6 separate regions of the Mus musculus genome follow, and regions 1, 3, 4, 5 and 6 are each linked to region 2. A link is a contact called in public HiCAR-type, HiChIP or PLAC-seq and capture Hi-C data. All regions are on one chromosome and are shown on one strand. Each heading gives the region's core, a stretch centred on a gene start, on an enhancer-like site or on the middle of the called end of the contact. The rest is flanking DNA. Distances are from core to core; before and after follow the strand shown.

Evidence for each region. HiCAR-type assays count read pairs that join an accessible place to other places. HiChIP or PLAC-seq counts read pairs in DNA pulled down with a chosen protein or histone mark. Capture Hi-C pulls out chosen DNA fragments and counts their contacts.
Region 1: a contact with region 2 is called in a HiCAR-type map of astrocytes, with 12 times the contacts expected there. The contact joins the promoter of Cd2ap here to the promoter of Mmut in region 2. A contact is called at or near these places in 1 of 39 promoter capture datasets (pre-B cells), 5 of 484 Hi-C or Micro-C datasets (B cells, CD4 T cells, CD8 T cells and 2 more), 14 of 115 datasets of contacts at active chromatin or transcription factors (the SCID.adh cell line, astrocytes, cardiomyocytes and 10 more) and 2 of 9 other capture datasets (adipose tissue and pancreatic islet).
Region 3: a contact with region 2 is called in an H3K4me3 HiChIP or PLAC-seq map of pro-B cells, with 11 times the contacts expected there. The contact joins the promoter of Opn5 here to the promoter of Mmut in region 2. A contact is called at or near these places in 10 of 39 promoter capture datasets (the 3T3-L1 cell line, the C10 cell line, the HPC-7 cell line and 6 more), 7 of 484 Hi-C or Micro-C datasets (cerebellum, cerebral cortex, cortical neurons and 3 more), 6 of 115 datasets of contacts at active chromatin or transcription factors (astrocytes, embryonic stem cells, epiblast stem cells and 3 more) and 1 of 9 other capture datasets (adipose tissue).
Region 4: a capture Hi-C map of embryonic stem cells shows a contact between it and region 2, with 8 times the contacts expected there. The contact joins the promoter of Ptchd4 here to the promoter of Mmut in region 2. A contact is called at or near these places in 5 of 39 promoter capture datasets (the 3T3-L1 cell line, cranial neural crest, embryonic stem cells and 1 more), 7 of 115 datasets of contacts at active chromatin or transcription factors (the NIH/3T3 cell line, astrocytes, embryonic stem cells and 2 more) and 1 of 9 other capture datasets (embryonic stem cells).
Region 5: a contact with region 2 is called in an H3K27ac HiChIP or PLAC-seq map of embryonic stem cells, with 11 times the contacts expected there. The contact joins the enhancer-like site here to the promoter of Mmut in region 2. A contact is called at or near these places in 6 of 39 promoter capture datasets (the 3T3-L1 cell line, the C10 cell line, cranial neural crest and 3 more) and 2 of 115 datasets of contacts at active chromatin or transcription factors (embryonic stem cells and stem cell-derived neural progenitor cells).
Region 6: an H3K27ac HiChIP or PLAC-seq map of embryonic fibroblasts shows a contact between it and region 2, with 31 times the contacts expected there. The contact joins the enhancer-like site here to the promoter of Mmut in region 2. A contact is called at or near these places in 10 of 39 promoter capture datasets (the 3T3-L1 cell line, 3T3-L1-derived adipocytes, the C10 cell line and 6 more) and 6 of 115 datasets of contacts at active chromatin or transcription factors (cardiomyocytes, embryonic fibroblasts, embryonic stem cells and 3 more).

What each region holds. Positions count from the first base shown.
Region 1 is chr17:42,874,929-42,878,017 of GRCm38.p6, reverse strand. It overlaps Cd2ap (CD2-associated protein), which reads left to right and starts at 1,594. Exons shown (of 18, transcript NM_009847.3): 1 at 1,594-1,705. The coding sequence starts at 1,702.
Region 2 is chr17:40,933,020-40,936,222 of GRCm38.p6, reverse strand. Mmut (methylmalonyl-Coenzyme A mutase) reads right to left here and starts at 1,538. Exons shown (of 13, transcript NM_008650.3): 1 at 1,444-1,538. Cenpq (centromere protein Q) reads left to right here and starts at 1,649. Exons shown (of 9, transcript NM_031863.4): 1 at 1,649-1,840; 2 at 3,008-3,142. The coding sequence starts at 3,044.
Region 3 is chr17:42,609,767-42,612,647 of GRCm38.p6, reverse strand. Opn5 (opsin 5) reads left to right here and starts at 1,335. Exons shown (of 7, transcript NM_181753.4): 1 at 1,335-1,468. The coding sequence starts at 1,339.
Region 4 is chr17:42,315,223-42,318,182 of GRCm38.p6, reverse strand. Ptchd4 (patched domain containing 4) reads right to left here and starts at 1,583. Exons shown (of 3, transcript NM_001355270.1): 1 at 943-1,583. The coding sequence starts at 1,542.
Region 5 is chr17:42,751,017-42,753,952 of GRCm38.p6, reverse strand. It overlaps a transcript of Cd2ap not described here. Among named protein-coding and RNA genes, the nearest start is that of Adgrf2, 10 kb to the right of the region's middle. Within about 2 kb of position 1,497, at least 11 of the 459 cell types and tissues checked have an H3K27ac peak or open chromatin away from gene starts, as enhancers often do.
Region 6 is chr17:42,579,134-42,582,213 of GRCm38.p6, reverse strand. It overlaps Opn5 (opsin 5), which reads left to right. Exons shown (of 7, transcript NM_181753.4): 5 at 1,426-1,667. Among named protein-coding and RNA genes, the nearest start is that of Opn5, 31 kb to the left of the region's middle. Within about 2 kb of position 1,818, at least 26 of the 459 cell types and tissues checked have an H3K27ac peak or open chromatin away from gene starts, as enhancers often do. A contact at or near this core is called in embryonic fibroblasts, where this site is marked.

The sequences.
Region 1 (3,089 bases), core at 345-2,844, 1.9 Mb before region 2:
TGCCTTTGAAACAGAATGCAAAGTCACGAAGGATAAGGGCTATGAATTTTTTATTTGTGTTCTTTGCTTGGGAGGAGACAATGAACGTATTGCTCAATAAATAGTCTTTGACTAATACAAGGCAAGTGAGTTCAGTGATACCCTGCTGACATCTTGTTTATTTGTGCAAATGAAATGTTTTCCTTGTTTCTTCTTGCACAGAACTAATTGCAACTGTTTTATCCACTTGTTTCTACAAGTTTTGCTTCAGAATTCACCATTGGCAATCTTTTTAGGAGTAGTGAAAGATGCTCAAAGCGGGGCTATAGGAGGGAGTGGGAATGGCTATTTACAAAGTCTCTACTCTTGTTCTACACTGTAAATAAACATTTCTTTTAACACATTAACTGCTAAAGCTCCAGTCAGGTTCATTCACCCAGGGACCTACAAAAAAATAAACGGCAGAGCTGAGTTTCAGAGACCCAAGTCGGCCTGGTTCCAACGGGCAAAGCAGTTTAAGTGTCCGGTAGCTGTGAGAATTCAAAGGCGTAATTTCTTGAAAAAAAAAAAAAAAACAAAAAACCAACACTAGGCACAATAGTTGGCAGTCAACACGTTGCTCCCCCATACTTGCTCAGGCCTTGAAGTTGACTTTTTCAAATAGGAGGGGAGGAAAATTAAGGTCATATTAATTAAATTTGTCAATAAGTTGAAGAAAGCTCGTGTTTGATTACAATAATCCTACGCCGGCCTTCATATTGACTCTAGAGGAAAAAAAAAATAATGCCTGGCAATGTTTCAAACCACGATGCCTAATTTAGAACGATTTCTATTTCAAAAGAGGGTGTAGGAAGTCATCTTTGGCCAACAAGAGACTCAAGGAATACAATAATGTATGCCTATGAAAAATTCACTGCGTTTCTCACCCACCCCAAAGAAAAACATTGCTTTTGACCCGCAGGGAACTCTGTAGGTGAACTGTGGGGTCCCCACATTTGCGGGGGGGGGAAGGGGACCCCGCCTTGAACTTCGAAGTTCTCGCTCCCATAGCTGTTCTCTTTTAGATCTCTCACAAGCGACACCTTTGCAAAAAAAAAAAATAAATAAAAAAGAAAGAAAAAAGAAAGTGGGGTAACCGGGGCTCATTTTGCAGAACCCCTTTGGTATCTGTATGGGCCGGGCAGCCAGCTGTGTCGTACACCCCAGGGAGACCAAGTGCCCGCAGCCCGCCACACCTGGAGGATGGTGGCGCGCGCCCCCGCGTGACGTCACCGCACCTGGCACCAGCTGCCGGAGCCTGGGTGGCGCGCGCGGGGGCCGCAGGGGGCGTGGCCGGGAATCCCAGATCGTTCTCGCGAGATTTCGCCCCAGCCGGGTCCCGACTCTCTTCACACTGGGCCCGTGGCTTGCCACCGCGTTCTCGAGCGTGGCGCGCTCCGCCTCCGAGGGAGCGGGTGCGGGCTGACCGTGCGAGACCCCGCCAAGTGCCTCAGCCAGCTGCGAGCGGAAGCGGCCCGGGAGCGTGGCTGAGTGCGCCCTGTGCTCAGGCGCGGACCCCGTTCTCCACCCCCCCTCCCACCCCCGCCTGCCGGGGCTGCGGCCGAGGCCGGGCGTGAGGAGCGGCCAAGCGCGCCGCGGGCGGATGGAGTCGCTTCCCCGCCGCGCCTGAGCCGGTGCACAGAAGGGGCCGCGGGGCCGCGCTCTCCCCGCCAGAGCCGCAGCATGGGTAAGCACTACCGCGCCGGCCACTGGGCTCCTCGCACGCGGGTCGGCTCCAATCGGGCTCTCCCCTCGTCGGTCCTTGTGCGGGACAGCGGGGCTCGAACCCGTGACCCGTTGCCCTGCGCCCTCTGGGAGCCCCTGACTTCCATGGGGGAGGGCGATCGCGAACTTGAGAAAGTGGCACTTGCAGCTCTGCTACTCGGTGGCTTGGTACAGATTGGTTTAAAAAAGAATGCACTCACACCCCCACATCTACTATGCACGCGCACACACACACACACACACACACACACACACACACACACACACACAGACATTTTGTCATAGAGAATTGGAAGCACAGGAAGAAACTTAATTCTCTTTGCGATCGGCTGGGCTTTTTGGCAGTGATTTGTGACTTCTCTCCCCTTCCTCTTTTCGTGGGTCAGTTTTTTGAAATCGTTTTTCCTGGTATTCGTCGTCTGCCTTGTCAGGTGTGTTGGCACCTAGCAGCGCGGCGAATTTCCTCCTCCTGAGGACTGGGTTAGGGGTTCGGTTATTCTAGGATTCCCAGTTGGAACCTCTGGAGGAGCTGTTTGCTGTTTCCTGTTTGGAGGGAGACTTCCTTCTTGGAGGCGAGCAAAAGTACCGGGGCCACAAGGTTGTTTTTCTGTGCGTTCTTCAGGTTTTCGTTTGGAGTCAGAGAGAGAGAGAGCAAGCGTCGCAGCGGACTTCTTTGAAAAGGAGTTTTGTTCAGTGGTGTAACAGTTCTTTTGATAAGTTGCGTCTGGGCTAGACACGAGCTCCCTCGAATGGTTATAATTTAAAAGTAAAGTAAAAGTATGTTTCTCCCCCGCCCCCCCGCCCCCAGCTTGGTGTTACCACAAGGCAAAAAGTGTAAGACCAGTATTTGGTTTTGTGGTATAAATCAGAAAGACATTATCACGTTCTCACTCCAGAGTCGATGCTGCTTAAAACCATTACTGAAATTAATAATTCAGGAAACTAGCGGATGATTTAGAAGCCCAACAAAAACAGGAGCTCTGCTGATGTGGCACCCCGTGCCCACACTTTGTTTTGTGGGAGACAAATTTAGCTAGTGTTTACAGACACTGGCTATTCTGTTTTCTTAGAGCTTCTAATTTTATTCTCCCTCCGCTTCCCTCCTGCTTTGTGTACCTTTTATACACCAAGTGCTTTTTGACTCAGGAGACAAACATTTGCTGTTAGGGACTTTGAAATGAATTCCTTTCCACTTGATTAGTTGAGTTTACGGGGTAATTGCAGGCTTATTCTAAAGCATCAAAAGCTAGCTTAACTGATTGGGATGAAAAGCTAAAATTAAGTATACAATTCTTATCTGTCTTAAGTCAGGATGCAGAATGTAATTAAACATCTTTTGATGGTCC
Region 2 (3,203 bases), core at 289-2,788:
ACATGTAGAGCCTTAAGATTTTGTAAAAAAGAAAAAAAGAAAATCAGATACAGATTTCTTTAATACAGCTGCCTAGCCAGGTGCTTTACACAGCATTGGACAGTGGGAGTTTAAAACTCTATTTTTCATATAATTTCTGACCTATCAACTTAGTGAAGCCTTGATGACTATTGAATACTTATTATGGATCACCAAACAAGCCGCATAAGCCACTCATCGCAATACTGTTCTAATTACTTTACAATGTAAACTTTCAAAACAGGAAACGTCTCAGATATGCTAGCCCCTTAAACTGGGTAACATCCATTCTGGGAAGGCTTCTATTGTGAGAGATAGAATAGGAATTCTCTGCTGTTTATTTGCATTAGAGAATCTGAAACATAAACATCCACAGTTAGAATACGTGTGTTACAATATAAACAAACGAATGAATTGAATGGAACTACTATATTCCATATTGAAACTTACTGGAGTATTCATTTATGACAGCACAGAAAAGAAAAAGGAAGCCTTTATTGGACATAAATTACATGATGTATTATGTCTGTGGAAACTAGCACTCTGTGCAATTACTGTTGTTGTGAGCTTTCTCTAAATATTTTGTAATTAATTTGAAAGTTATAGTAACACCTCAGAAGAGCTAGCCCCTCACACTGTTCAATATACATAGGTGGTGACTATACAAGGCAAGAAAATTAACAGCATAAAGGAACTGTTAGCCCAAAGCAACTGTTCTCAACCTGTGGGTCATAACTCCTTGGCAAACCTCCATCTTCAAAAATATTCAATTTACGATTCATAAAAGTGTCAAAATTACAGTTACAATGTAGCAACAAAAATAATTTTATGGTTGGGGGTCACCACTGTACTGAAGGGTCTTGGCATTAAGAGGGTTGAGAACGACTGGCCTAAAAAATAACTAAGCACAAAACTATGTTGGAAGAAAATCAGCAGGCGGTTGAAAATTACACGCATGTGTCACGCTCTCAATGGCAAAACGGAGAAGTTAGGCTATGTGTTTTGTTTTGTTTTTTAAATCAGGTTAGACGCGCCTTTCCTTTTCATCTTTTCCTTCTGTCACCTAACTTTCTGTCTTACTACCTCTAGCAAAAACACCCTAGAAACCACATGAGCTTGTGAACCTCTAACAAGTAACCTCTGCTCTGCGCGTGCGTGGGAAACCAGGGACGCACAGCGACAAGACTAGCACGCTGTTGAAAGGCATTTTGCAGCGGTGACCTCCGAATTCCACCAGCCTGGCGGGAAATGAGAACCCAGTCAGTCACCATCTATATTTCAGGAGCAAGCAGGGGCGGCTTCCTATCACAGAAAATCCGTGAAGAAGAAGGAAAGGACAGCAAGATAGATAGGTGGAGCAGATGAAGCCAATAAGAGAAGAATCCTGCAAGCCTGACGTGCTCCACAGCGCACGGGCTTACTCACAGTGTTTGGGGATCACCCGGACCAAGCCCGGACTTCAGAACCGAACCCAGACGCCGGGGTCACACCCGCTCGCCGCAGGAGCTCGGCAGCCAATCAAATCAGGGGGCGTAGCCAACACCGCCCTCGGATTAGCCAATCCAATCCGGACATTGCGGGCGCGCGTCTGATGACGTAAAGACATACGCTCCGCAGGCCGGCCTTCTCTACACAAGTGTGTTTGCGTTCCTCACTGACGCTTCCGGTTCCCAGATCCTGGAAGTTCTCCGTCTTTTCCGGTTGTTTGGGCGGATTAAGTCAGAAGCGCGCCTTTTGAATCCGTGAAGCAACTGTGAAGAGTCGAGGAAGCGATAAAGCGGCTGACAGATCCAGGGGATAATTTGAGCCTCACGCGTTTGTGGTAAAACTCCGTTTTGTTTTGTTTTGTTTTGTTTTTAAGGGGCAATGTCTAATGTCTGAATAGGTCTCTGCCATTTAGGGCAACTGTTTGAGATAACCCCAGAGTGGAGTGAAAATATTGATCTTCCCTCTCTAGTCCCCCTGACCCTCCCGGTCTTGGTTCCTGAATCTCTGTACCTCGTCCTGGAGCGACGGACAGAGTAGCCCAAGTTCACTCTCGTTAGTGGTTCGCAGATGAACAGCTTAAGTTGAGATAAGTCGGTTTAAACTAGTTTCAGTAAACCGGCCAAGAAAACAACAAGCAAACCGAAGCGGAGCGCCTTTTTCCACTCCTCCCATAAGGATTCGATCTAGTCTGAACGGGCTGATTCATAAAGAAAAAAAAAAAAATGTTCTTTGAGCTGTCACGCCGTCCGACTTTACGCTGGTTTCATTTAAGCACTTTATTTCTCTTCGTCTTGGCTAATTAATCCAAAGATATCCCCACAGCTGCCCACAAGTCATTTGATTGCATTTAGTATATCTCATACATAATAATTGTAGTCATAGCGGTGTCTACCAACCCACTGTTAAGCTATGATTTCCTGTGGATCTGGGAACAGTAAGGAATTTTTATCTTCTATCTTAATTTTTCTTTTCTTTTCTTTCTTTCTTTCTTTCTTTTTTTTTTTTTAAATTAACACAAGTTGAGTGGTCCCAACAGGTAGAAATCATGACCCTGGTTTCGATACTTACAATGTCTGTCTCATGATTCAATGTAGGCGTTTTCTGTATTACATCCTGCCATATATGTTGTTTAGCTTGGTGTTTTGGGGGGATTCCTAAAGGTTGGAGTAGGAGAATCTCCTGCTCTTTTGCCATCTCTTGGAAGACCCTTTTCCTCATTTCTGGGTTGCATTATCCAGCCTTGATATGATGGTTTGTGCCTAGTCTGATTACATCTTATTACCTCATGTTTGGTTGATGTCGCTGGGAGCCCTGTTGTTTTATGAAAGGAAACGCAGAAGCAGTGGTTTGGGGAAAGAAAAGGGACCCATGACTTGAGGAGTGGGAGAGGAAACTATGGTCAGATGTATTGCATGAGAGAAGAATAAATTTTTTAAAAATTTATGTACTCTTTTCAACAAAAATTATATTTATATTATAATTATATTTTTCACCTTTGCAGACTATGTATCGTTGTGATTATACTGTTTAGATGAAAATGTCTGGTAAAGCACGTGCTTCTAGGAAAAAACCTCAACAGGTGAAAAGAAGTTTGAAACAAAGAGCCAATAAGGAAGCGGATTTGCCAGAGAATGAGGTAAGATCTCTTTCTTTCAGATCTCTTTAATTAGAAATATCTATTTCCCTTCAAAGGGCTA
Region 3 (2,881 bases), core at 86-2,585, 1.7 Mb before region 2:
TGGGTGTACCTATGTATGTGTGTATATCCTGTGTGTACATGTGTGACTGTGTCTCTGTATGCATGTGTGTCTGCATATTTATCTGTGCATGCATGTGTGTGAGTGTCTCTCTGTGGTGTGTGTGTATGTGTGTGTGTGTGTGGTAAGTGCCAATGCCTAAAGTCAGAGGTGCCAGACCCTCCTGGAGCTGTAGATACAGGTGGCTGTGAGCCACCCAGTCTGGGTTCTGGGGCAAACTCAGCTCCTCTGTAAGCATGTTGTGTTCTCTTAGTCACTGATACAGCTCTCCAGTCCTTAATTATTTTTTAAAAAAGATTTGTTTATTTATTTTATGCACGCGAGTACGCTGTTGTTCTCTTCAAACACACCAGACAAAGGCATTGGATCCCACGACGGATTGATTGGTTATGTAGTTGTTGGGAATTGAACTCAGGACCTATGGAAGAGCAGCCAGTGTTCTTATCCACTGAGCCATCTTCCCAGCCCCCAGCCCTTAGTTATATACATACATACACACAGACACAGACACAAACACACACACACACACAAACATTTATTCTTTGAGAATTTTTTCATTTTTTTTAAACACACTAAGTCTAATTTGTGTTGCCCATTGTGTTGAGTTTAAGTTGCAGGACCACTTACTGGACCATAATTAACCTACCAGAGGCCACATCCCCAAAGAAAACTGACTCTCCTTCCTATCGAAGCAGATAACTGCTCCTTAGCTATGGATGGAAGCTGGTGTGCCCCTCCCCTTCCCCACTCATCAACAGCCTTAAATCTTAGGTTAACCCTGTCAATCTCTGACCTCTTAGCTTCATTTCATGAAGTGTCCATGTCCGTGTGCCCTGAACACTCTTTCTTTCCTTAGCTCACCATGCCTGTTAAGAATGGAGAAAGCTTGGGCTATCTTGGGATGCTGTGTTCTGGCAAGTCAGTGTGCAGTGTCCACATTTCTCACTGTGGGTTTTCTTACGTCAGAGCTCTACAAAGTTTGCTAGGGAGCAATAGGACAAACTAGTTTTCAACCTTTTATTCACTGGGGGAGGTGTGAAAAGCCGCAGAGGCAGCCTGAGGAGAAGATGCAGGCTTGTCTAGACTGCAAATTGAACAACTGCGTGTTGGTGTATTTACGTCATTTAAGAAAAAAACAAAACAAAACAAAACAACGGTGAACATCTCTCCACTAGGTACCAATCACCTGTGGGACCCTGGAGTTTGCCTTTTGTTTTATGGAAAGAGATGCATTTGTGAGCGGATTCACGGACTTGTTATTCCGTCTGTTGAGATCTCTGCTGATTTGCTTCACAGACTCCTGGGGGGTGTGAGACCAGCATGGCCTTGAACCACACTGCCCTACCTCAGGATGAGCGCCTGCCCCACTATCTTCGAGACGAGGACCCTTTTGCTTCCAAACTTTCCTGGGAAGCGGATTTAGTGGCTGGCTTTTACCTAACAATAATCGGTAAGCTTCCTTAATGCTTCTGTGTCAGAGGCTGCATTGAGAGAATTCATAGGCTGTATTGATTTTGCACAAATGATTCTGATAAGTACGTGGGTATTAGCAGAGGTGGAGAAGGTGAATTGGCATTGTGACAGTCAATCAATGTTTCATAAAAAAATGACTGTTGCTCTCATTAGGGATAAATATTCTATTAATAATCCAAAGAACATTCATAGTGAATTCTTTATCTCAAAGCTACTTCATTTGGTCACTTGATTACTAGGTTTGATTTCTGGCTATCAAAAGAGTGATAATTGATAATTTTTCTGTTTTAAAAAGAATGGCTCTTAGACACCATCTACTTTAGCTTCATTTTCTCATAAATGAGGGAACTCTGGCCCAATATAACAGTGACAGTGAACACTGCTTTATAAGTTGCACCTCAGTCCTATGAAGATAAAAATTATTCTGGTGATCAATGAAATTCCACACTTTGGTGAAAAGAGTTTTTGTGTATAACTCACACAGGGTTGAATCTGCCTTATGTTAGACTGTATTGTTCAAACTGGCAGCCACCCATGGCTCCTGAGTGGACAAACTGTTACCTTTCAAATGAGCAGATTGTAGTGAAAATGCACGCCTCCTATTGAAGGCTTAGTACTTGGAAAATAATGTACAAACATCTTACTGATATTTTGAAATATGAAATGTCCATTGAACTCATAATTTCTGGATTATGAGTTTATGGATTAGATTTATACATAATTTATGGATTAGTAGATTAAGTATTAAATTATTAAAACTAATTTTCTTTTGTGCTTTTATGCTGCTTAATGTGGCTACCAGAAAAAAAACCCAGCAACATATGTATAGCTCACATTTCTGGTTTATATTTCTACTGAATTGCACAATGCAATTTTGCACCAATGACATTTTGTCTGGGCGTGGTGGCATGTTTTTTAACCCTAGCATTTGAGAGTCAGAGGCAGGCAGATCTCTATGAACTCCAGGCCAAACTGGTCTACATAAAATTCCGGGCCAGCCAGGGCTAAATTGTAGCACTGTCTTTAAATATTTACCACATTTCTTTAATTTAAAGTTGCTATATTAAATTTGGGTGAGCTGCGTGCAGGTGGGTTCTATCTTTAGGTTTATGTGTCTTTAATATTTCAGATGTTGGTTCCAGCCTGCTTTCTCAACCTTTCTTTCTCTCCCTCCTTTCTTTGTTTCTTCCACTCTCCCTCCCTCCCTTTTTCTCTTCCCCTCCCTCTCTCATCTGTTTATGACTGGTGAAGAATTTCATGTAATTCCTGAAATTGGAAAAAAAAACACACTAGAATGTTCCATAGATCCCTCTATGGTCAGTGCTTGAGGCAGAAAGAACTTATGAGATTAAATCATATGCTCTGTTGCAAAATAATTTCAAGGATCCTC
Region 4 (2,960 bases), core at 334-2,833, 1.4 Mb before region 2:
TTTTGGAAGTCACATTTGTCCCTGGCACTTCAGTCACCTGCAGACTGCGTGCCTCATTGGCTGTACCATTCCAGAACTGACAGTGTAGAATGAGTTTGGGAATCTCATCACGTGTCAAATTTGTACTTGAGAGGCCAAACTGCAAACTCCATGTAATGTTGAAATACCTTGTACTTTCTGCTGCTTGTGGACTTTTTTCCCCCTTCCTTTCTGTTACTTGGCAGCTTAGCTATAATCGATCTTCTTTGGGTTTGGGATGTTTCATGGGAAAGGAAGGGCATACTAAGTAAACTAAAGTATCCATTAAACAGGTATCCCTCTTCAGATTCATAGAAAACCCTCACTGCCTTTGCTATGCACACACACACACACACACACACACACACACACACACACACAGAGAGAGAGAGTTCCTGGAATCCCTGACACATTCATAACCCACAGACATAACCATAGGGCAGCAAAATTCCATGACCGTCCCAGTCAAAAATCAAGCCAGGCTGAAGATGCAAAAAGGTGGAGATGATACCAGGTGGATGTGTAATCAGTAATAAGAAATACATTGAGCCCCGATATGAAAAGAAATCCCCCAGTTGTTCAGGACCCCCCCTCCCCCTTCCATCCACAGATTTATTAACCCTGAACAAAGATGTAACTGCAGGGTCTCAGAAACTTTTCTTTTTCTTTTTCTTTTTTTTTTCTTTTTTTTCTTTTTTTTTTGGCATTTGATTTGGCTTTGAATTTCTTCTTATCTAGTTATGCTATTCATTGCCCATTTTCTTTGCTCAGTTGCCCATCATGTCCGTTCCACCCCTCCAGAAATGAAAGAAGCCTTAGCTTCTGAGTCTTAAGGATGAGACCTCTGCATTTTCTTTGCTTGTTTAGGGCAAGAAATGAAGTGCCGCCTCTTTTAAGTGGCTGAAGCATGCAGGAAGAGCATACCTTTAATTTAGTGTTGGGATACCTTACTTGCACCCTGGCTGTTGTCTTATTGGAGACGGCAGCCTGCCTGAGATCCTCTAGCACTGAAATAATATCATCCAGCACGCATTTCTTATCCTGATTTCTCAACACACACAGATGGGAAAAAGTATAATTATAGCCCTTGTGGTTCACCTTCATTTCCATCACGGCTCGGTGGGTCTGCAGAATCCCCTCAGCCTGGAGCAAAATATTGTCCCCGGGTGAGGAGAGGAGGATCACCCTGCCATACCTCCCAGGGGTGTGTAAGTCCGAATAGAGCTGGCTTTTGGACTGGTCCAGGGGGAAAAGGCTGCTGGCTAGGCTGCGCTCGATCTTGGCCAGGCTGTGGCTGGGAGCAACCAGGCGCTCCAGGTCGCCCTCGGTCTGGAAGCGGTTGAGCGCGCTGAGGCCGAAGGTGATGGTCAGGACTGCCGGCACGGTGAGGAAAAAGACCGGGTGCCGGCTCACGCATAAGCCCAGCCTGTGGCAGAATGACTGGAGCCCTCTGCGAAGCACCTGCCGCAGCATCCTCCACCAGATCCAGCTCGCAGGCGCTCCCGGCCGTCTTAAAAAGCACATGTGACATGTGTAAGCGCTGGGGCTACCCCTCTCTCCCCCATCCCATTCCCTCAAGGGATCAACACCCCCTCCGTCACCCCCCTCTGCTGCCGCCTCCTCCCCGCCCCCTCCCCGCGCACACCCCGCAACCGCTCCGCCCGGTCTTCCCCGGGCCCCACCTCCATGCGCTCTTACTACTCTTTCAAACACTGCAGCAAGTTGCAGCAAGGCCGGCAAGTCTCGGGAGCGCGCGTGGGGGCCGGACGGCGGGCGCTGCGGGGAGTGGCGCCCTCCCTCCCCCGGTGTCCCCGGCCTCCCCGCGCCCTGGCTGGCCGCGCGCGCTGCCTCTCACCGCATGAGCCGCGTCCACTCGCTCTAGCCCTTTTTCATGTCGCTGCTGCAGTCCCCCGGCTTCCCTCGCTGGAGGTGGCGGTTCTGTGCCGAGCGTCCCACAGATGTGGATTTCCTCTCGGTCTCGATGGGGTTCGGTGTCTAACTGGGACCATGTGCCTCGCGGTGTTGTAAGAAGCAGACATGTGCCCCGTGGCGCGGAGAGAGGGCGGGAGTAGAAGAAGGGGGGTAGTGGTGGTGGCAGCAAAGCTTTTCTCTTTTTAAGATGCTGACAGTTATTTTTAGAGTTTTGTTTTCCTTGTCCTCCGGGCTGGAATGAATGGGAGACGTAAAGGGTGAAGGCGCTGCTGGCCCATTGGAGCAGGGGCCATCAGAACCTAGGAGGGAGTGGCTCCACGCCTCCTCCAGGGGGCAGATTTCAAGCTCCTCTTAATGCCCCGTGCCCTCGAATTCTGTCTTTTGGCCAAAGAAAAGGGAGCAGAGAGGATGATGCTGCATTTTTAACATTCCACAAAGCATGCGAGGGCTTTCCTTGCAACACTTTCCAGGCTGCCTGGCCACACACTGGTCCCCTGAGCTGAGGCCTGCCAGAGATCCCAGACTACACTGGAGCCTGGGTCTCTCTGGATTGCTTTCTTGCTCTGGAGGTTGGGAAGGAAACACTTGGTTGGTGTTTGTGTGTGTGTGTGTGTGTGTGTGTGTGTGTGTGTGTGTGTGTGTGTGTGTGTTTGTGCCAGGCAATGTGGCTTCTTCCTAAGTGTTACACACATGTTCTTTGAGGATTCAGGACCTAACACTGGCTTCCGCCTCCTCTCTGTATCTCATCCCCTGCTCCATTCCCTCGCTCCCTGCTCAACTCCTACCACACCCCTGTCCACGTACCACAGACACTTCAGGACATAGAGTTGAGGCTAATTCTCTTCTGTCAGACACAGTGGACAGTTTTGCCCAAAGAAAGGGAGCTAGGTAAGCAGGGGGGCAACATACTGCAGATCTGGCAGAAAACAAGTCAGTGTCCACCATAGAGAAAGAAAACTCCCACATGCCCCAAAGTGTGCAGGCCAGGAACTCCCACCAGCAGACCAGAT
Region 5 (2,936 bases), core at 248-2,747, 1.8 Mb before region 2:
CCAGTCCAAGTTTATTTAAGCATTAAGGACGTTTAAGAAACATTCTCAGACCAGGTGAGCTGCCTGGAAAAAAGCACAGACCAATTAGCCTCTCTAGAAGAGATACTTTCCTATTTGTTGAGCTGCCTACAAGGTCTGTACAAGCTTCAGGTTTCCAGTGTTCATAAGTCATCACCCATGCTAGAGTGGCTGTTCAGTGACACAGGTGTCTTTGAGTCCTTTCTGCTTCTGTCAGCAACCCTGGTAATGTTTTGTAGTGCAGTGGTATGATGGGGCATCCCCTCTGAGGTACCAACCATACAACGAGTCTAGTATAAAATGAAGTTTATTTGAGGCATGAGAAGGGGGTGAGAAGGGAGTGTGGGCAGAGAAAGAAGGAGTCAGAAGGACAGGGAGAGAGAGAGAGAGAGGAGAGAGAGAGAAGGGAAGGGGTTGGTCAGGAACAAGTGGAGAGACAGAGAAGGGGAGAGGGGCGAAGGGGGAAGAGGGAGAGGCCAAGTAGTCCTTTTATAATAGCAAGCCAGGCTCATATCTGGTTGTTGCTAGGTAACTGCTGGGCAGAGCCTAGAAGAAATTCTAACAAACCGGTCTCCTAATCCTCCTGTCTCAGATCCCATAAACTCATTGGTTCACCAAGTTAGACCTTGATGGTCTCCGTACTTTGTTCTGCCATTGGTTTCCGGAATAGTGTCACACAATAGCATGTCAAAGCTTTCAAACAAAGGAGACCAGGTGTGAACCATTCTCCAATAAAAAGAAAGAATCTAAGTCCTGTGACACTCAGTCCTGCCCCAACCATAGGAGTGTATGAAGGAAAGCCAACAGCACTTCAGCTGACCAAGGACACAGACCTCTGGAAGCCTGCACGTGGCTTACTTATCAGTGTTGTGTTGCAGACTAAAGACCTCATATCTTTCCATTTGAGCATGAAGTTCCTCGATTCTCCACTAGAAGTGATGGTATTGTTATTCCCAAGTCACTGGGGCTCCAAAGACCACCAAGGAGCCAGTTCGCATGCAAACATATACAGGTCTTTATTAAGAGCTCTCAGAACAAGGACTCTCACCTTTATGTCGCAGCGGGTCAGAAGTGAGAGCCCTGAGTCTAGGGAAGCAGTGTTTTTATTGTAGTTACAGCAAACTTGGGGAATTTCCATAGGGGTCAGCAAGTTAATATTTTTAAAACTGCATTCCTGGTGTAATCTATGAGAACCAAACTCGGGGGCAAAATTACCTGACAAACAGGATGGCTAGGCTATCTGTTCTCTGCATGATGCGTTCGGTTATCTATGTTCCTTGACCTTGCTATTGTAGCTTGACTGGCTGTTGCCCCATTGCTGCCATCCACAGCAAAGACTTGGCAAGCAAGCAAGGCTAAGGAGTAGATGCTTAGGGTCTATTGCACAGATGCTTTGTGCTGTGTCATTGGCTCTGCCTCCAAGACTATGAGGATGACCCACAAATATTGTACTTACTGGCTATGAAAAAGTGTGTCCCTGTGTTCTCAATGGTCAATTGCAGGGCTGGCAGAGCCAGGCTAGCAGGATATGTAAATGTTTGTCATTTCTTCACCTGCTCAAAAAAGAAAGGCAAGCTGCCCTGGGAAAAAGGCCAATTTGTTGAGTAAGGAGTATGACTTTTTGCGTAATAAAGAGCTGGCAGCAGGAGCTGGGGAAGACTGGACCAGGGGCAGGCTGGGACATAGAGCAGTGAGAACCACTTTTAGGGACAAAATGGGGAAGCCCGGTTAAATCCCAAGTTGCCTGAAAGACTGCCCAGCAAACAGGCCAATGGGTTTAAACGATATAGACATCTCTGTGTCTTTATTATTCAGTCTCAATTGGGATTTTTGAAAGCCCTGCAATACAAGATGATCCAGACCCCTTGACAACCAGAGAAGCAGCATTACCTATTGAAGAACAGTGTAGTCACTGGTCAAAGAAACCAAACACCAAACTTCTCCTATGCAGAGAACCCGATGACTAGCAACAGTAAGCACAGTAACATGAGAGGTGAGGTCTTGGGATACAAGTGACAGTGGCTGAAAGGTGCCAGAGTGGGAGATGCAACAAGTGGGTTAGCGTTAGTGGCAGGTTCTGGTAGAGGGTGTTATAACGTGACTTTCACTGACACGCCAGCTGTATAAATAATGACACAGAGACTCATATTATTTTAAAAGCTTAGGCCTTTATCCCAGCTAGCTCATCTTCTTCACACAACCCATTCTGGCCTGCGTCCTGCCACATGGCCATGTCTGCCTCTCTCCTTGCTCTGAATTATCTGCTCATCTCCCCAGCTTGAATCTCCGCCTTCTGTTTCTTCTCCCAGAGACCCTTTCTCAGCCGGGAAGTTCTGCTCTCCTCTTTCTGCGTATCCATTGACAGTGAGATCTTTATTAAAGCCAATCAGCAAGTAAGGGAGGATGTAGGCAGATCCATCCTCTAATTTCATCTCTGTGGTGTTCAATGCCTTATGTAGATACCGGGAAGGCATTTATTCCAGGTTTGGATTTAAAAGGGGAGATTTATGGGTTTGAAGGCAAAGTTAAGATTAGCAAAGTTTTCAATAACTAAGCAAGGTCTTTTCATGCCCCTGCGGGCTCTATAATTAATACCTGACTCTCCTAGGAAGTAAGGAGCTTACTGCTCTTGAAAGTTCCATAGGAGCTCAGTTAGCAACATCAGACTTGCTCTTGTACGCTGACTTCTCAGGAAACAAGAAATGACTCAGTTTCTTTGCCAATCACTTTTGCTGATAGGCGTCTAGTACTGAGCTCACAAGATGTGTCTTAGATGATGGGATGTTATTGTTTGCGTAATTGTCTACTAAGAGCCCATGGGTTACGGGCTTTTTTGTTGACCTGTGTAGTGGGTTGGCCTGATGCTGCTTGTATTCTAATGCTAATATTGAGGCTCCAAGACCTGGCTGTCTCAGAGA
Region 6 (3,080 bases), core at 569-3,068, 1.6 Mb before region 2:
CTTAAAATAAAATCCAGAGCCTGGACTTAATTTTCTAGCATTAGTACTCTCGTTGAAACACTCTTATTTATTGTTTCAACATTTGTCTAAATGAATGTGCTAAGAGTAGAAATTCTAAGTGGGCAGGGATGTGTCTGCTTTTCCTTTCTATGTCTTCCACACAAAGCACAGATTCTCAATATGACTTGTCTGAATGAATAAGGAACGGTCAGTCTCTCTAGCTGCTGTTGTCTCTCAGCAGTTTCTTCCTATAGGTTCACCTTCGATGTTTCTGCTCATGAACCTCTGAGAGCTGCAGAGCACGTGGAGCACAAGGAAAGCTCAGTAATATGTTTCACACGAGTATTGTCTCTCCTCCAGGTCTCACCAACTCGCACGACTTTCCTAAATCTAGATGATACCCTCACTTGTTTCTGTACAAACCCACTCATGCATGGGATGTTTTCTTGGCATTTTCCTCACTACTACTATTTCAACTTGCCCAAGTGCAGGATCTAGGCAACATTCACCATGAAGCTCTTACTCCTTCCAATAAGAAACAAATGTTCTCTTCTGAGCTGGACCCCAAACCATATTCAGCTGTGATCTGCTACTGTTTGTACTCTAGAAGGAGACAGCTCAGGAACAGGAGCATTCTGGGATGTCCCATAGTGCCCAGTTTAATGTCTTGCCAAAAGCATTTGCTAAAACTGTTTGTTTACCTGAACTGAGATAATTTGTCAAGATCAGCAGCTATAGGGCAGTAGTTAGGGTTACATCATTAAAGGGACTGGGTTTGGGATGGTGAAAACCAGTGAGGGTATTTTAAATTGTATTGCCAATCAATCTGTGTTCTGACAGTTACGATGCTAATTTTGTGAGAGAAAAATCACTTCCATATTGCTTTGTCAGAAGCCCTGTAACTCCTTTTTCTTTATATTTGGGAAATTCCTATAACATGAACCTCAAATTGTGAAAATCTTGAGGAGAAGAAATAACATTTCATAGAAATCTTTGAAGAAAATGCACGTTAGAATTTAAAACCAGGGCAACACTTCTCAGTTTCCTGAGGCAAAAGATTTCATCAAGATGAACTTATTTTCTGTCAGGTCTTTAAGTGGTTGTGGGTTGAGAACTCTGGCAAGCTCAAGAGAACTGGCATCCTTTTATTATGATCTCGTGCTTCAAATGTAGGCAAAATCTGACAGCTATTACAGGGTTACAGTTTGAGGTTTTGGGTGCATTCAAATTCTAAAGTGGTGAATGGATAGGCCATGTAAATGGGATAAAGAATTGTGCCAAGTTCTCAGAAGTTCACTGGAAGCAATTCTTGTGGTCAAAAATGAATGTTTTCAGAGTGAATTGCTCCTTTTCCACACTGGTAACTTACTCTGGATTGCTTATGAATTCTCTTGATCCTGCTGTCTGTTCCTTTCCCTGTGCCAGGTGGCAATGCTGATTTGTGCTGGTTTCCTGATTGCCTGGATTCCTTATGCGGTCGTCTCTGTGTGGTCAGCTTTTGGAAGGCCAGACTCCATCCCCATACAGCTCTCCGTGGTGCCCACACTCCTTGCAAAATCAGCAGCGATGTACAATCCAATCATCTACCAGGTCATTGATTACAGATTTGCCTGTTGCCAGGCTGGTGGTTTGAGAGGAACGAAGAAGAAATCTTTGGAAGACTTTAGGTAAAATTCTGAAGCTAGAACGTAATTATGTTTCTTTGTCTTAAAATGCTGTGGTGATTTAAGTAAACACTTGGCTTAGAACTAAATTCCTAAGTAGCTGGGTTAGGAGGTTTCTGTTTTACATTCATAAAAATACCGGAAGCCAAGTCATCAGATATGTATGGGTTGGATGATGGCCAGATATTGAGAACAGCATTCTGGTTTTGATCCTAGAGCAGCCAGGATGCCATTTTGTGCATATTTACTGGTTGTGGACTTCCTTCTTGGATATTAAATCCATATCAGTCCAAGAATGCTGTTCTATGTGGCACTGATTCAACAATAAATTCATGTGAAGGAATTATTTGCCACTGTTGTTTGGGTCATCAGAACTCTTGGCTAGAAAATGCAAGGACTCAAGCAGAAGTGAGAGTGAAGGGCAATGAAGCCATTCCTCTCTCTTTATCACCTCTGCCTGGTTCTTTTAGTTATATTCTGAAAGATAGAAGCTGTTCTTTCTCTGTATTAGATGAAGAAACAGGTTTAAGTAAGGGTAAGATTGGAGAAGCCGCTCTTATTTATATAGCCCAAAGACAGTAGGGTAGGAATTGTTACTTAAATACTAGCTTTTCAAAAAGTCTATACTGTTTTTGATGCACAGTGTACAAGAGTTTGAGACTTCAGAACTTTTTTTCCCCCTAAAGGTCCAATACTCAGAGCGAGGAAAGAGCTGGGCCAGTAGTGGTGGGGAGGTCTTCTGTGTCCATGAGTTGCCTATCTTTGGGTAAAAAGTAGAAAATGCATCTCAAATCATTGTCTTGGCTAAGGAGGTAGAGGTTTCAGGGTCTCCATTACTCTTTAATTATTACTTGGTGACAAGGTATTATTCAACACTGGTTTTCTTTAGTAAGAGGTATTAGAGAAAGATCAGGAAGACCTGGAATTTTATCTCTCACATTGGCCAAGTGACAACTCTTTTGAACTTTGAATTTACTACCCTATGAATATATGATCAAATAAAAATCATAAAATTTATAAATAAATATCGATATTGTCATTGTTGCTGTGACAAAGGGACAAGATCGACAACTTGAGATGCAAGACTATGATTACCTGGATTCCTTATGCGGTAGTCTCTGTGTGGTCAGCTTTTGGTAGTCTCTGTGTGGTCAGCTTTTGGTAGTCTCTGTGTGGTCATCCTTTGGTAGTCTCTGTGTGGTCAGCCTTTGGTAGTCTCTGTGTGGTCAGCCTTTGGTAGTCTCTGTGTGGTCAGCCTTTGGTAGTCTCTGTGTGGTCAGCCTTTGGTAGTCTCTGTGTGGTCAGCCTTTGGTAGTCTCTGTGTGGTCAGCCTTTGGTAGTCTCTGTGTGGTCATCCTTTGGTAGTCTCTGTGTGGTCATCCTTTGGTAGTCTCTGTGTGGTCAGCCTTTGGTAGT